Regions from separate parts of the Mus musculus genome. Here region 2 is linked to region 1. The links are chromatin contacts, called in public Micro-C maps. All regions are on one chromosome and are shown on one strand. The core of a region is the stretch at or near the end of the contact, and the rest is flanking DNA. Distances in the headings are between cores, read along the strand shown.

The links. A called contact is a pair of places that touch in the nucleus more often than the background predicts.
Region 2: a contact with region 1 is called in a Micro-C map of embryonic stem cells, with 2.1 times the contacts expected there. The contact joins two enhancer-like sites. A contact is called at or near these places in 14 of 484 Hi-C or Micro-C datasets (Th1 cells, cerebellar granule neurons, cerebellum and 6 more), 3 of 115 datasets of contacts at active chromatin or transcription factors (T-cell acute lymphoblastic leukemia, embryonic basal ganglia and embryonic stem cells) and 2 of 9 other capture datasets (adipose tissue and embryonic stem cells).

Annotation. Positions count from the first base shown.
Region 1 is chr10:39,533,370-39,536,103 of GRCm38.p6, reverse strand. Fyn (Fyn proto-oncogene) reads right to left here. Exons shown (of 14, transcript NM_001122893.1): 11 at 2,394-2,470; 12 at 2,142-2,295. Among named protein-coding and RNA genes, the nearest start is that of Gm40627, 56 kb to the left of the region's middle. Within about 2 kb of position 1,308, at least 95 of the 459 cell types and tissues checked have an H3K27ac peak or open chromatin away from gene starts, as enhancers often do. A contact at or near this core is called in embryonic stem cells, where this site is marked.
Region 2 is chr10:39,715,701-39,718,434 of GRCm38.p6, reverse strand. The region is part of intron 1 of E130307A14Rik (RIKEN cDNA E130307A14 gene); the gene reads left to right. Among named protein-coding and RNA genes, the nearest start is that of E130307A14Rik, 15 kb to the left of the region's middle. Within about 2 kb of position 1,309, at least 12 of the 459 cell types and tissues checked have an H3K27ac peak or open chromatin away from gene starts, as enhancers often do. A contact at or near this core is called in embryonic stem cells, where this site is marked.

The sequences.
Region 1 (2,734 bases), core at 59-2,558:
CAGCTCAAGAGCACACCTGGTCAGGTGGGCTGTACTGTTTTCAAATCCGGACCTTCCACTTGTGAGCTTTGTGATTTGTATGAACAAATATGCTAACTATGGGTCTATTTCCTGCCCCTTCCAGGTCCTGACGTGCCTTGGCCTTTCCTGGTTCTCAGCTTCAGGACAGCACAGACTGCCCGTCTCTCCTGTCATACTCTAGCTCCTGTAACCCTTATTGCTTACCCTTTTCAGTGTTTGGTATGCATCTGAAGACAGTTGACAAAGATAAGAAAGAAGAAATAATATTCTAAGAGGGAAAGGTGGACTCTTCTGTCAAGGAAATGCTGAACAAAGGACTGAGGCTTGTCCTTGGAAAGGGCCTCAGACTGTGGTCTGGATGTCATGGGGGGGAGGCAGGGCAGAGAGGCAGTCATGGTGGGAAGTGGGAAGGAAGGCTGCATGGCCAGGCTGAGAGGGCCCTGGATGGGTTCCAGTGCAGAACCTGACATGAGAGGTGCCAGCCGCCTGAGGCCACAGTCTTAGGCACCCTTATGAATGATGCATGACTTATGTACCCAGTCCATCCCAACAGTACTCTGGTAGCATCTGTTAGCTCCTGGCCTGACACCTCTCATTCACAGATGGGTCAAGGGTGTTAACCATAGACTCTACAGAGTTCAAAGTCTAGTTAAAAGTAAACAGTCTTGCACTGCTCCCTCTGCCACGGAGACTTTCTCACACACAGACGGAAGCTCCTGAGTTTCTTTGGAGCCATTTCCTAAATGGAACATGCTGGTTATCAACCCTCACAGGCTCTCCCTCAGGGCAAGGCCTCTGATCATATTCACTCAGACCCTCTTGGCATGCCCTGTCACCAAGTCACGTCTGTATTCCTCTCTGCTTAGAGATACAGCCTGCTTTTGTGACCCCTGACTTTGGGTGTGTGTCTGTGTGCATACCCCCCCCCCCCGTACCCCCCAGGATCCCACAAGGGCAAGAGATGGCGTGTGCCAGGGGTGGGAGTGGGGAATTCAAATAGCTGGGCGGTTTGTCCGACATGCAACCGAGCACTTGGATAGTGTCAGTACCTAGGCAGGGCCCCAGTTTAACATTTTCTCACATCATTCACTGCACTTCCATTCTGAGGCAAGTGAAAGGCGGAAGGAATTGCCAAAAATGAGCGAAACAACTACTATTCAACATAAAACTGCAGAATGCACCATCCTGTAATCCATCCCCACTACTGCTCAGCTTGGCTGGGGTGGCCAGGCTTCGGTTAGTTTCACCAAGGAAACCTACTCCCTGCCTGAGTTCCGGCTTTAAAACCCACACAGAGGCCTCCACTGTTGCTAGTTCCTCAGTGCTATGCCTGGACACTGCCATGCAAGCAGCCAGCCAGGAAGGCAGAAAACACCTTGGGAATTCTTTCCTGACATCTGGTGCTTGACAAACAATCCCTCCTCCCCAAGTGGGTTGGCTTCTGGTCTGGTACGTGGTTTACATAAAACTAATGTCTTTGACCCTTTGCAGGGGGTGGGTGAGGCAGGAGAAGAGACGGCTTCTCCAGCACTGCAGTCCTCCAGGCCCTCCAGACCATTTCTTTTCTCCTCAGCGCTCTGCAGAGCTCAGTCTCAGGCTGGTCCCAGCTGGTCCTGGCTGGGCCTGGCAGGCAGCTGCTGACTGAGATCAGGAATCGCCTCCATGTGCAGGCTCTCTACCAGGAGGTGTCTTTGCTCTGGCGCTACCTACTCCTGTTGCATTCTGAGCCTTGGCTCCCCTGCTATTTATTATGTTCTCCGTTTTCCAACACCACGCCTGTTCCTTTGTAAAGGAACTTGTCTGACTTGGAGTGTCACCTGATTTCTGCTCAGAGGTGGCTAATGGAGAATGAGCTATAACTTGGCTTCTCAAAGCCTTCTTTCTCCAAAAGTGGAACACCGTGGGCCTAGATACTTCCCAAAAGCCAGGCAAGCCATGGGAACAGACGCCCACTTACTAGACCAGCACTGCACACGCCAACTAGATCCACTAGCTCCCACCTGAGAACTGTGCAGCTCGCGCCAGATCAGACAAACAAAGGGAAGAGGGAGGAAATGAAGGTAAGGAGAAGGCTGTGCAGGCAAAGATCAATCAGGAGCCACTGCCCTGGAAGTGCCCACCTTGTCTTGCTGTGTATTCATTGTCTTCAATCAACCGAGCCAATCCAAAGTCAGCAATCTTGCAAATTAGTCCATTCCCCACTAGAATGTTTGCTGATCGCAGATCTCTGTGGATATAATTCATGCGCTCGATGTAAGCCATTCCTGCAGCAACCTGTGGAAACCCAGGGAAGGGGGCACAGCTGTTACACCACAACACCTTGAGAGTCCGTGCTGGTACAGCCACAGCCTGAATTAAGACCCCAGGCCCACCTGTGCCGCCATGTCCACAAGGTTTGGCAACTTCAGAGCTCTTCCTTCACCATCTTTTAAGAAGTCAAGCAAACTTCCTATGAATGAAACAAAACAATTTTAGTTTACTCAGAGAGGCAAAGATTCTCAATAGTGGCTGTATTTGATTTCCTTAGTGGAAGTAAAAGGGAGATGAAAAGGATAATTGCATCAATGGAAAAAGAAAGCTTTGAACAAAAACCAAGAAATCAAGTTTATGTTTTAAGAAGCGAGTTGTAGCTTCTGAAAATAAGCAGTGAGAAAGGAGTTAGTAAAACCAGAAGAAATGAACGTCTCCTTTTATGTTGTCACCAGGAGGAACC
Region 2 (2,734 bases), core at 60-2,559, 180 kb before region 1:
GCAGCCTTCAGATGAAGATGTAGAACTCTCAGCTCCTCCTATACCGTGCCTGCCTGGATGCTGCCGTGTTCCTGCCTTGATGATAATGGACTGAACCTCTGAACCTGTAAGCCAGCGCCAATGAAATGTTGCCTTGGTCATGGTGTCTGTTCACAGCAGTAAAACCCTAAGTAAGACAGTACTTTTAATGGGCACTTTATTAGGCTTTAAAAGTAACATTTTCTATGTAATTCATGCTAGGACCCTTTAAAATAAGATTTAAAGTAAATTGTGTTGTGTTTTTCATGTGGGCATCAGCCTTTATCTCAGTACTTCCCGCCAGTTAGGACAAGAGGCACTGTGTGGTAGAAGGCTGCTTAGTTCATACTCAGATTGAGAGACTAACAAGTGTTCCACAGCTTACGTTAGTTGTGCTGAGGGTTACAGCTTTCGGAAATAAATGTGTAGTGCTTATAATTAAGTGGACTTTTTTATTTACAACTTTAAGGGATTTGTTTGCTTTATTTTTTAGCATAACCATTGTAAACTATTTTAGGATTTTCTAAAATAGTTGCTGGAAAAAAATTAATAGCTGTTAGGTTCTTGTGTAACTTTAATGATTGGTAAATTAAAAGACTAAAAACCGTGTTGAAAAGGAAGACTAAAAACTATGGTAAAGAAGAGGAAGAAAATTTAGGTTTTTTTATTTTATTTTATTTGTTTGTTTTGGTTGGTTTTTTTTGTTGTTTTGTTTTGTTTTTTGTTGTTTTGTTTTGTTTTTTGTTTTTGTTTTGTTTTCTCTATACAGAGAAAACAGGGTTTCTCTGTATAGCTCTGGCTGTCCTGGAACTCACTTTGTAGACCAGGCTGGCCTCTAACTCAGAAATCCGCCTGCCTTTGCCTCCAGAGTGCTGGGATTAAAGGCATGCGCCACCACGCCCACCTCTGGGCTTTTTGTTTTGTTTTGTTTTTAACTTTAAACTTTTTTAAAATTAGGTATTTTCTTCATTTACATTTCAAATGCTATCCCAAAAGTCCCCCATACCCTCCCTCCCCCGGTTTTTTTTTTTTAATTTTATAGAGTAGTGATATTATCTTTTAAAAATTCTGTTCTTAATCTATAGTATTAGTTACCTTTTGTTGATATAATAAAAGATTATGATTGAAGGAAACTGGGGGCAAGTAGAGGTGTTTGGCTTATAGTTTAAGAAATGTGAGTCTGCTCTTCCCAGTGTTCTCTTGTGGGTTAAAATGGTGGCCCATGTGGAGCCCAGGACTCTGGCTGCTGGGTGAAGCAGAGCACTGGAAGTTTGACAGTGCACACCGCATGCTGCCACCAGGTGGGTGTTAGGCTGTGAGAAGCCTCAGGACTCCGCTTTTGGGATGAGAAAGCACAGTCTATGGTCCCCGTGGACTGCCGGAGTTGGCTTGGACTCTTAGGCACCACAGAGCCGCTGGGTGCCACAGAAGAGCCTGTTCTGGGGTCCCTGGGCCTGCAAGGAGGCTGAGAATGACAAGTTCTCAAACTCTTGGGCACTGCAGATGCTGCTGGATGCCTCAGAGGAGCTGAGAATGGAGTGTCAGCCTGCAGGCTGGCTCTAGCCCAGGGCCAAAGGGAAAAGATGGGGAGGAGAGTGCCCTTGGCTTGTTCTGGCGAGCCTGAGGTTAAATACCTTTTGCAGGTAGGAGTGTCTAGGAAGGGGAGCTAAGAGGTAGTAGAGGCAGAGAAAGGCGGGGGGGGGGGGGGGGGGGGGGGGGGGAGGGAGAGGAAAGGAGAGGAGGAGAAGAGGAGAAGAAGAGAAAAGAGGCCGGCCATGGCCACATGGAGGGGGGAGGGGAGGGAGAGAGGGGAAGCAAGAGGGCAAGAGAGAGAGAGGCAAAACTAAGAGAGTAAGAGTAAGAGAGGGAGGAGGAGGAGGAAAACAGCCCCTTTTATAGTGGGCCAGGGGTACCTGGCTATTGCCAGGTAACTGTGGGGTGGAGTTGAAACAATACCAGGAGCTTGCTTGGAACATTGCCCTATACGACTGATGGCCACAGAATTATGGAGAGCTGAGACTTGTGTCAGGAGCCTGGTGTCTGGGGGTATGGCAAACACCTTCCATTCCTTGCAGGAACATCTGCCGAGTCTCCGGGCTTTAAATCGTCACACAGATACAGTAAGACCTTAGAAGTAAGTTCTTACTGGCAAACAGTTCCTTTCTTACTTGGAATGTGGTTCTTCGGCCTTTATCTTGATTCAGTGAGATCCTTGATAAATTCTGCTTTGTATTGTTTAGTCCAAATTACAAAATTGTTCCTAAGCTTTAGTTAAAAAAAAAAAAAAAATCCCTACATGAAGGTTGAGTGTGCCTTTTTACCAGCACTTAGAAGGCAGAGACACATGGATCTCTCTGAGTTTGAGACAGTTGCTCTGCATAGCTAGTTCCAAGTCAGCCAGGGCTACACAGTGAAACTTCTGTTTCAAAACAGACCACAACAAAATGCCCGTTGATAACCAGGTGCAGACTGTTAGACAGTTGGGAACATGGAACGAGAGTATTGTCCTCAGTGTGGGGTCATTGATTCAGCAGCAGCATCACCTCAAACTCTGTTGGAAATTCAGTCTCATGGTCCACCTTAAGCTTATTAATTTTGACTTTCTGAGTATGGAACTCCAGCATTTTGAATATTAACAAGCTCTCTCATAGAGAAACTAAACTAGAGCTTAATGTGAAGATTAAGGTAATAGTAAAATTGTGTGAATCAGATATAT